Regions from separate parts of the Mus musculus genome. Here region 1 is linked to region 2. The links are chromatin contacts, called in public HiChIP or PLAC-seq maps. All regions are on one chromosome and are shown on one strand. The core of a region is the stretch at or near the end of the contact, and the rest is flanking DNA. Distances in the headings are between cores, read along the strand shown. Region 1 holds the start of Eprn (ephemeron, early developmental lncRNA). Region 2 holds the start of Slc6a3 (solute carrier family 6 (neurotransmitter transporter, dopamine), member 3).

Region 1 (4,791 bases), core at 2,013-4,512, 190 kb before region 2:
CCTTCCTGTGGTAGCCCTGTGCTTCTTGTCTCTACAGGGACAGTCCCTAATAGGACAAGAGTTTGAAGCTGGGTCTTACACCTATAAACCCAAAGAATACAGGGCAAAACAGTGCAGCAGCAAAGTCAAAAAAAAAAAAAAAAAAAAGCCAGACTGTCTGGACCCTCGCATGAAGGCTAACTTCCATTTCCCCTTCCTGAAAGGTAGAATCAAGTCAGGCTAAAGGCAATGTTTCCCTTCTCAAGGTTGCTAGTGAACTGAAGCCCATGTTTTACTTTGGTCTGGTTTTCTCTGTCCTTGCTGCTCTCAGTTCCTTGCTGTTGCTTACTGTAGACAGCCCGGTCCCCATGGGCACAAAGGTAATTCCCCAGAGCTTAAAGTATGTTCCTTTAGCATTAGATCCAAAGGAATTCGCCCACTTTCACTTTTTTTATTATTATACATAAATACTGTAGCTGACTTCAGACCAGAAGAGGGCGTCAGATCTCATTACGGTTGGTTGTGAGCCACCATGTGGTTGCTGGGATTTGAACTCAGGACCTTCGGAAGAGCAGATTTATTTATTTATTTTATAATAAATGAGTACAATGTAGCTATCTTCAGACACACCAGAAGACGGTATGGGAGCCCGTTACAGATGGTTGTGAGCCGCCATGTGGCTGCTAAGAATTGATCTCTGGTCCTCTGGAAGATCAGTCAGTGTTCTTAACTGCTGAGCCTCTCTCCAGATCCTCACTTTTCCTTTTAATTTGAGTGGCCATTTTAAACAAAAATTGGCCATTTAAGTAAATAGTCTCTCTTGTCTGAAGCTGACAGCCTCACAGTTCGAGGGTTGTTGTTCTTAAATGTTTTAATGTCCCTTCTAGCCCACCACACCAGAGGTAGTGGGAAGGAAAGATTAATAGGGCAAAGAAGAACCTGTTTAGAAATAGTTCTTTGGAGCAAATCCAATCTGCATTGTCAGGACATCAGCAGTACAGCTCACAGGAATCGGCAGCTCAATCCAATCTTTCAATCAGGCATCTTTCAAATGGTCTTGTATCTCCGTGTGGGTTGCCCATCCTCTGGACTAGAGAAACCAAGGAGACCAGACAGTAGACTCTAACCAGTGCAAATTCTGCAAAGAGGAACACAGATGGACGGACATGTTCCCTTATCTTTAAAGAAGCAGCATGGTTAATCAGAGCCTGACTCATCCTAGCAGAGGGCTTAACTGGTAAAGGAAAGACTGAAGGAAGCATAGCTCCTCCCAATTCCAAACAACCCCTGGGGACAATATCTTCAAGTCTTCTTAAACACCCAGCAGTAAAGTATAGCAATAAAATACAAAATAAAAACTAAACTAAACTTCAAAAGAGACAATAATTTAGGACACGTACAGGCCTTCCTATTAAATCCTGTGTATGGTCTACTGACACACAAGATAGGACAAACACAACCACTCCAGGTATAATACAAAGATAGGTTCTATTTATCTTTACATTTGCCTACAGATATGGCAGTATGTCATGTGAGGGCAATGCCCTTGGAGGCCAGAAGAGGGTGCCAGATCCCTGGAACTGGAGTTCGAGATGGTTATGAGCTGCCACGTGGGTACTGAACTAAGCCCTGGTCCTTTGGAAGTGCTCCTAACCACTGAACGATCTCTCTAGCCACCCCTCAAGATAGGCTTTACTTATATAAGCCTATTGATGTAGATTTATCTAAATCGGTAACAATAACCTTACTTAATTCTGTCTTTCTCACGACTTTTTCATCTGACATTTTCAGTATTCAGTGGTTAAAATCTTATCCTATCTTCCTTTTAATCTGCTCTGTCATCGGTATGATTTTGTTGTTGCTTTACAATCCAAGGGATCAGACCTTGAAGAGGAATCTCCTGGAACAAATATGGCCCTGGTTCTCCTGACTTTCGCCCTCTCTGGGACCATCAACAGTTAGAACCTTGTTATTCTCACTTTAAACTCTGTGTTTCGATCTTGTAAAGTCTGTATCTTCTAGAATATGTAACACCCTATTTGTTGCTTCTTGCTACCAAAATTATAGTCTATCCTGTGCAGATAGCTCCTTTGAGCTTGATACAATATGTAGGACTCCATTTTCTTAGGTGGGTTTCTTCTCTGCCCGATCTGGGGAACCCGACCTCTGACCCACAATCTTCTACCTGAAGAATGTCACATAGTCCTCCCTCCCCCACCCTTGCCCCAACCCCAAACTTGCCCTGCACATATCTGGAATTCCTGGAATGCCTTTCCACACAAAGGAGACATTCACAGTACTTTAAACTCCAATGAAACTTAACCCTAAGAAGAACCCCTTCCCACTATCCAGGGGTGTATGCATGCAAACCCACCCCAAATAAAGGAATACTCACAAACTAAGATTGTCTAAGAGAGCTGTTCCATTAAAATCCGGGGAGATGTCTCCCTTTGTGATTTCTTTTTGTTTCTACTTCCATTTTTAGATCCTGGATGGTTTTGTTTAATTCCTTCATCTGTTCAGTTGTGTTTTCCTGAAATTCTTTAAGGGATTTTTGTTTCCTCTTTAAAGCTTCTATTTGTTTACTTGTGTTCTCCTGTACTTCTTTAAGGGAGTTATTTATGTCCTTCTTAAAATCCTCTATCAGCATAATGAGATGTGATTTTTAAATCCATATCTTGCTTTTCCGGTGTGTTGAGGTATCCAGGACTTGCTGTGATGGGAGAACTGGGGTCTGATGCCAAGTAGCCTTGGTTTCTGTTGGTAAGGTTCTTGCGCTTGCCTTTTGCCATCTGGTTATTTCTGGTGTTGGTCTTTCTGTCTCTGGCTGGAGCTTGTCCCTCCTGTGGGCCTGCAAGCCCTGTCAGCACTCCTGGGAGACCAGCTCTCTCTGGCGGAACCTGTGTAGAGAGGGCTGTGGAACAGCCTTAGCTCCAGGCTCAGATGGCGACCAGAAGGATTCTGTCCAAGAGGGGTGTTGGGGGGGGGGAGAACCAGAAAAGGGGATAACATTTGAAATGTAAATAAAGAAAATATCTAATAAAATCCCTGGAGAAGCCCCCTCTCGGCCCCCATTCCCACCCCGGCTCTGCCCCAGCTCTTTCCCTACAGACCTCACCTCTTCTGGCCTCTGCTTCCTTCCAGCCTGGTGTGTAGCAGTGCCTAGACACCATGAGGGAAGAAATAGAGTACACATACCACACCTATTACATGGGGATTCCAGTCGATCCCTGCTGTTGAAAATCCAACTACTCCTCCCCAACCACTGAAGGTAATCTGTGATCCCTTTAGGCAGGGACTAGCCCCTCCTCTTAACGTCATGGAAGTAGTTAAAAGATTAACTGACCATCACCCTTCTGCTCCCTGAAGAGATTTTTGGACCACACCTCTCAAGGAGAAATTAGGACCTGAGAACAGGGACTGAAATGAAACATTAAGGTTAATATATGAAATGTGGCAGCCTCAGAGGAACTGGCAGCCCTTAGCCTATCTGGGCTTCATTTAACCAAGGGAACATGCTTAGAAAAGCCCCGATAGACAAAATTAGGCAAAATGGATACTATGCAACAACACAGGTGAAATGGATATTATGTAACATAATGGTTCCTATCATGGGAGCTACAGCTTTGAGATGAGTTTAAGAGGACACCATTCAGCTTCATCTTTTTTTTTATGGTAAGTAGTCTATCAGGCATGCAAGGTATGGTAGGTGTCTATGATGAGGAGAGATTCCAACGCCAGGCCAAAAAGCCTGTCTACTTTCGAACTGTTGGTCAGTGTTGTCTAAGAGCCTCCTAAAACCTCATAGGCCATTTAAGAGGACACCATTCAGCTTCATCTTTTTTTTTTTATGGTAAGTAGTCTATCAGGCATGCAAGGTATGGTAGGTGTCTATGATGAGGAGAAATTCCAACGCCAGGCCAAAAAGCCTGTCTACTTTCGAACTGTTGGTCAGTGTTGTCTAAGAGCCTCCTAAAACCTCATAGGCCGTTGCTATTTCACTTGGCTGCCTGCCAGAGGTAGAAAGTAAGTCCCCATTCCTGGAGACACCGTGCACTTCAGACACAGGACTAAAAGCACCTGAGCTGGAACTGACCTGAAAGCCTCTTTTCTGAAAACTAAACTTCATGGTACCAGAAAGGCTCCATCCCAGCTTCTAAAGGAAGACAGCAAACAATAGTCTACCCAGCTATGACACCTGTGTACCACAGTTATGATCAGAGTGGCATGATAGCCCCAAAGGTACAGGAGTGGCATCCAAATCTTGACTCTAACTGTAGTGGTTTGAACAGGTTTGGCCCCCATAGACTCACGTATCTGAGCATGCTCGGCCCAGGGAGTGGCACTATTAGGAGGTGTGGCCTCGTTGGAGTAGGTGTGGCCTTGTTGGAGGAAGTGTGTCATTGTAGGGGTGGGATTTGATACCCCTCTCCTTGATGCCTGGAAGACAGTCTTCTTCCTGGCTGCCTTCAGATCAAGATGCAGAATTCTCAGCTCCTTCTCCAACACCATGTCTGCCTGGATGCTCCAATGTATTCTGGCATGATGATAATGGACTGAACCCTGAAACTGTAAGGCAGCCCCAATTAAATGTTGTCCCTTATAAGAGTTGCCTTGGTCATGGTGTCTGTTCACAACAATGAAATCCTAAGACAGTAACCAATAGCTCTCTAGTTAGACTTAGAACCCTTTGATCTCTGGTCCTCTGGAAGATCAGTCAGTGTTCTTAACTGCTGAGCCTCTTTCCAGATCCCCAATTTTACTTTTAATTTGAGTGGCCATTTTAAACAAAAATTGACCATTTAAGTAAAT
Region 2 (5,050 bases), core at 1,837-4,336:
GCCCAGAAAGTGAGGTAGAGATGCTTGCACTCTTAGTTCTCTGTCATTTGTGATGAGGGCTGAAGACGCAGTCAGTCCCCTCAACTCATTTCTCTGAGAGCACACAAAGTCCTACTGTCCTAGCTGCATGGTTAGGAATCAGGTGTGGCAGGAGTAAAGGTTTCCTGGATATGGGACGTTGACCAATATATGCATCACATGGTCTCTCCCTGTCACTGAGCTTTGACACTACTAAGCTGGTGTGTTTTGTCTGTATGCCACCTCACTTTGTTACTTTACTCCTCACACCATAGGTAGTCTAAAGGTCCCATTGTGCAATGGTATTTCTTTCCATACACCCTGGGTAGTGCAGATCATTCTTTTGTATCCTCGGGGCTCTTCTTGGATTTTGTCTCTGTTTTATGAGTGGTATGAACCTAAGATCTGCCCTGTACCTCTGTTCTTAAATGATCCTCTAGCTATTTCCTTTCTTACTCAGCCATCTGGTTTACTTGATGACATCAGTTGTTTTCAGATGACTTCAGGAGGCCTACATTGGGCTCCTGCCCCTTTCTTGACAACAGAATCACTACTGAACACCATGTTGGTAAAATGCACTAAAGATAACCTCAAAGTCACCAAAATGCTTTGGTGTCACATTTAGGAATTAAAAATTCAACTCTCCTCCCTTGCTAATGCTTGGCTGATTAGTGAGCCCAAGTCTGAGTCTTTCACTTCCCTGAGTCTGTCCTGTATCTTCTGTCTGTCCCCAACAAGAGTGTCCCCACTCTGTATGTATTGAGCAGAGCAGAAAGCATAGTATGAGAAATGAGAAATTCTCTACAGAAATCTTCAACAGAGTTTTACATGGTATTAAGTTATTGATTCTAACTGACCTAGAAATACTCAGTACTAACAAGAAAACTTTATCAAGCTATATCCACAGGTTGATTCCAATGATTGTGGATATTTGTTGTATAAGGTTGCTTCCAGGCCATTTGCTAATTTCAGCAAATGATTACCACAACACACACACACACACACACACACACACACACACACACACACACACAACTCTGGATCAGGGCCATGGAAGAGTATATAACTTAAGATTAAAGTTATGTATTAGTGTAGGTTGTGAGAGGGCACACTACTTGGGAAACTGAGGCAAGTAAAGTTGCTTGTTACATTGTTCTCTTAAAGGCAAGTTAAACTTCAAAAGGCTGGTTACAAAGTAGGATGGAAGATTATGTCTTCGATGATCCCAGAATCTATTAACTCAGTTGTGAGGTCCAGGAAAGACCAGCCTCTTTAATGTAAGAGGTATTTGCATAACACTGTTTTATGACAGAATAGAGGCAAAGAGATAGCCTTTAGTGTGTTAGCAACTGGAGGTGATTACCATTATCTCCTCAAGTCCCTATTACCAGCTGGAATACCAAGGACATTATTCCCCTACCCTCATCTACATGTGGAAACCATACCCTCTCGTGTCAGATGCTATTTAGAGTCAGGTCTTGGGTTTCATTGGCTCTCCTCAAAAAAAAATTTTTTTTTGTCTTATAAAATGGTCCTGGGGAGCTCTGCACACCTCTGCCCTAGGGAGACCCTAGAGAACTTCCCATTTGCCGTGGGAGCAGCTCTCTCCAAATCCTCCCTGGGGATCTGAGACTTCTAAGCCTTTACAGGAATAAATGTTTGTTGACTGACTCCAAGGTTGTAATGTTTCTCCACAGCAGCTCCAGCGGACCACTGACAGCTGTAGCAGTGTGCCCTCCCCATTCTAATCTCACTTGGAAAAACAGCTCTAAAAACAGCTCCTGCTAGGCATCAGCCTCATTTTGGGGGGCTGAAGGGAAGCGATAAGGCCACAGGACGTGGGCACAGAGAAGGAACCAGGAAGATAAGGGCCCAGCCATTTTGGGGTCCCAACTAGTAGGAGACACTGCTAGGAACTTGGTTTAGTGGAGCCTGCAGGTGAGATACTTCTTCTAGGGTCCCTCACTCTGGTCAAACCTCTCAGCTATTCTCAGGGAAAGCAGAAATGGAAAGGAAGGGCATGAGGGGGTGCTGGGAATGGGGAAGGCATGCAGAGAGGAAAAGGGCTTACCCTAGGACCTGCTCACATCTGGGTGTCCTGGACCTCCCTGGGTGGCCGAATGTCACGCCCATCTGGGCAGGACGATTCCAGTTCCTGGTCCTTTAGCCCTTGAAACAGGAATATTGGCCACACAGGCTTTATAGGTCCCTCCAGGAAAATCGGTTTCTGAAGCAGGCTGACTGGAAGGAGCCTTCGAGTTTGGATCAGATGGCCCGGATCTGAGTAAAAAAGTATGCTCAGAAGAGAACAGAGGCACACATTACAAACATGCACTTGTGACCATGGGACCTGAGAAAGGTGGCAGAGAATCAGGACCCATCAAAGGGGTATTGGAACTTTAGTGCCTAAGGTGCTCACGGAGTGAGGAGGGAAGAGTGCCTGAGCAAACTGGTCAGGGCAAGGACGAGACTTGCTGTGACCTGGCTAGGAACGCAGGTGGGCCACCTCCACAGCACCGGGAGGTGCGTCCCACTTGCTTTGTCTCCGAGCGGAACTGGAGTTGGAAAATCTTGCTCGCAGGTTGGTTGTTCAGGGACAAGGGAGCAGGGTCGGAGAGTCATACAACATCGAAGGGAGAACTGGGGAGACCCGGGTGAGCCTTGGGAGCTCCGCACAGATCCACATGCGCTCGCCACTTCACTCTCTTCCCGGGATCTGTTTCTGACAACCTTGCTGAAACCAGTTGTTGGGAGACTCATGCAGGCGCTGGCCGAGGAGAGCGAACAGGGACGGAGACTTGGACTGCTCCCTCCTGGAAACCAACTGTCCCTCCGGTCTGCAACGCGTCCAACCTGGAGATACACTGATCCCACGTGGCCGAGACTCTATAACCTTGCAAAGACACCTGCCAAACTCCTTGCCTGCCTAGGCTCAGTGGCCTCTGGCTCCCCGAAGTCATCCTAGTCCCCAAGTGGTGCAGGGGCGCTGCCCAGCCCGTCCTCCGCCCACCCTGGGCGGAACAGAGGCGGAGCCAGTGCCAGTGGGCGCCCCCGACGGCGGGCGGGGCTAGGCGGACCGACCCGGAGGCCCGATAAGAGCTCAAGGCTGAGACCTGCCAGAGCTGTGAAGCGCGACTGGAGGCTTACAGGACCTCAAAGCTGAAGTCTGACGCTGGAGGCAGGTAAGGACCAAGATCGCTTCTTACGTATCCTGGGCAGTGGCATCTTCACTGCTCCACTGACTCTGGACAGCCGTCCGGCGGAGCGAGGGGCAGAAACCATAGCCGACGGGGTTCAAAGTTGTCCACAGCCAGGGTTTTGGAGAGCAGCTCCTTCCATACAGAACTAAGGGGTGTGCACTCAGTGCCTGTTCTCGGAGCATAGGATTCCACAGAGCCCAGACTCAAGACCTGGTTCATAGGAGGTTGTTGCTTCCTAGGGGGACATGGCTGTTTGTGGCTGAGGCTGAGCATCACAGACCCTCCCTCGGCGATGGGCCCTTGGGGTTATTTTCACAACATGCCAAAAAGCTCCATCTCCGTTCTCCGTTTTGTTTATTTGTTGTGTTGTGTTTTTGTCTTTTCTGTAAGCCGGGGCTGAACTCAGGTTGTGGGGAGAAAGCAGAGAATCTTGGTTTATGAGCCACCTGTTTCCTGATCCAGCCGGTGAAGAAAGATGTTTTCTCAGGGGCCATTTTGCTGTCTGTGCCTAAACCTCGCCTCTGAGCTGTCAGTTGAGGAGTAGGGTGGGGCAGGCAGGTACCTCTGTACCTGTGTCTGTGAGAGAGCTGGGGAGGCAGCCTGGGACCAGGTCCTTTGCTCAGCATCTTGCCGTCTCTCAAGCAACGTAGGGAGCTCTCCTACCTGCTCCCTAGCAGCTGCCACCCTCTAGCCCATCTTTGACACATGTGAGGAATTTGCATTTGGGTTTGTCACCAGGGTAAAGAGGCCACAGAGAAGTGGTGCATAAAATAACTTCTGTCAGGAGTTTTTGTTTAGGGATGCAGAGGAAAGTCACCCCATTAGAGCAGTCACCCACATGTCAGGCTTCTATCAGTGTGCTTGTCTGAGTTCAGTGGAAACAGGCTGTCACTGGGTGAGAGTGCTGCTGCCTCCCTTATGCCCCATGGCCCTGGCTCTGCAGAAGCATAAGGCAGGGTTGCTCTGGGAGTGCTGCTAGTGTAGCAGTGGCCTGATCCTTCCCCTGGTGACATTCTGGTAACTCTCTGTCAGCTCAAAGGCCTGTGAAGCCATGGTCATGGGCAGGGTGGTTTGTATGCACTTTCCTTGGAGAAACCAATGTCCCGTTTGTTTTAAACTTTTCGTTATGGTAGCTGATTTTGGTTATATTCACTTTGCTTTTTGTTGTACTACTAAGTATTAAAAAAAAGCTACACATCCTTGCAAAGACTGAAGTGAGTGGTATGCTGTTGGCAGGGGGTAAAGTTGCCCCCATCCCGCTCCGGGAATGTGGGTAAGCAATGCAGGCAGCATCTGAGATTGCTATTAGGAAGCAAATAGAAGTCACACAAGCCGGCGTTAATGTGAATGAGGGCTTTGGCAGGAAAGAGGATGTGTCTATTTCTAGTCTCCATAGCCAATCTCTCCAGTCTCTGTGAACCCCTTCCCTCCCTGCCCCTGCACATCCCTTAGCTATCTTTTATCCTAGCCATGGAATTTCAGGTGCTTGGACTACCTCAGGTCTCTGTGTTCAACCCAAGTACCCTCTAGACATGTCTACTGAATCTGCGCATTGCTGTATGGATTTGTTTTGTTTTATTTATGTTGGTTGAAGTCGAAGAAGAAGGAAACAGACTTCCTCGGGCTCCCGTCTACCCATGAGTAAAAGCAAATGCTCCGTGGGACCAATGTCTTCTGTGGTGGCCCCGGCTAAAGAGCCCAATGCTGTGGGCCCCAGAGAGGTGGAGCTCATCTTGGTCAAGGAGCAGAATGGAGTGCAGCTGACCAACTCCACCCTCATCAACCCACCGCAGACACCAGTGGAGGTTCAAGAGCGGGAGACCTGGAGCAAG

What was found. HiChIP or PLAC-seq counts read pairs in DNA pulled down with a chosen protein or histone mark.
Region 1: an H3K4me3 HiChIP or PLAC-seq map of embryonic stem cells shows a contact between it and region 2, with 13 read pairs. The contact joins the promoter of Eprn here to the promoter of Slc6a3 in region 2. A contact is called at or near these places in 2 of 39 promoter capture datasets (the C10 cell line and hematopoietic stem and progenitor cells), 2 of 115 datasets of contacts at active chromatin or transcription factors (both in embryonic stem cells) and 2 of 9 other capture datasets (adipose tissue and liver).

What each region holds. Positions count from the first base shown.
Region 1 is chr13:73,344,122-73,348,912 of GRCm38.p6, forward strand. Eprn (ephemeron, early developmental lncRNA) reads right to left here and starts at 3,263. Exons shown (of 3, transcript NR_045293.1): 1 at 3,098-3,263; 2 at 2,375-2,940; 3 at 544-1,117.
Region 2 is chr13:73,533,661-73,538,710 of GRCm38.p6, forward strand. It overlaps Slc6a3 (solute carrier family 6 (neurotransmitter transporter, dopamine), member 3), which reads left to right and starts at 3,087. Exons shown (of 15, transcript NM_010020.3): 1 at 3,087-3,200; 2 at 4,813-5,050. The coding sequence starts at 4,856.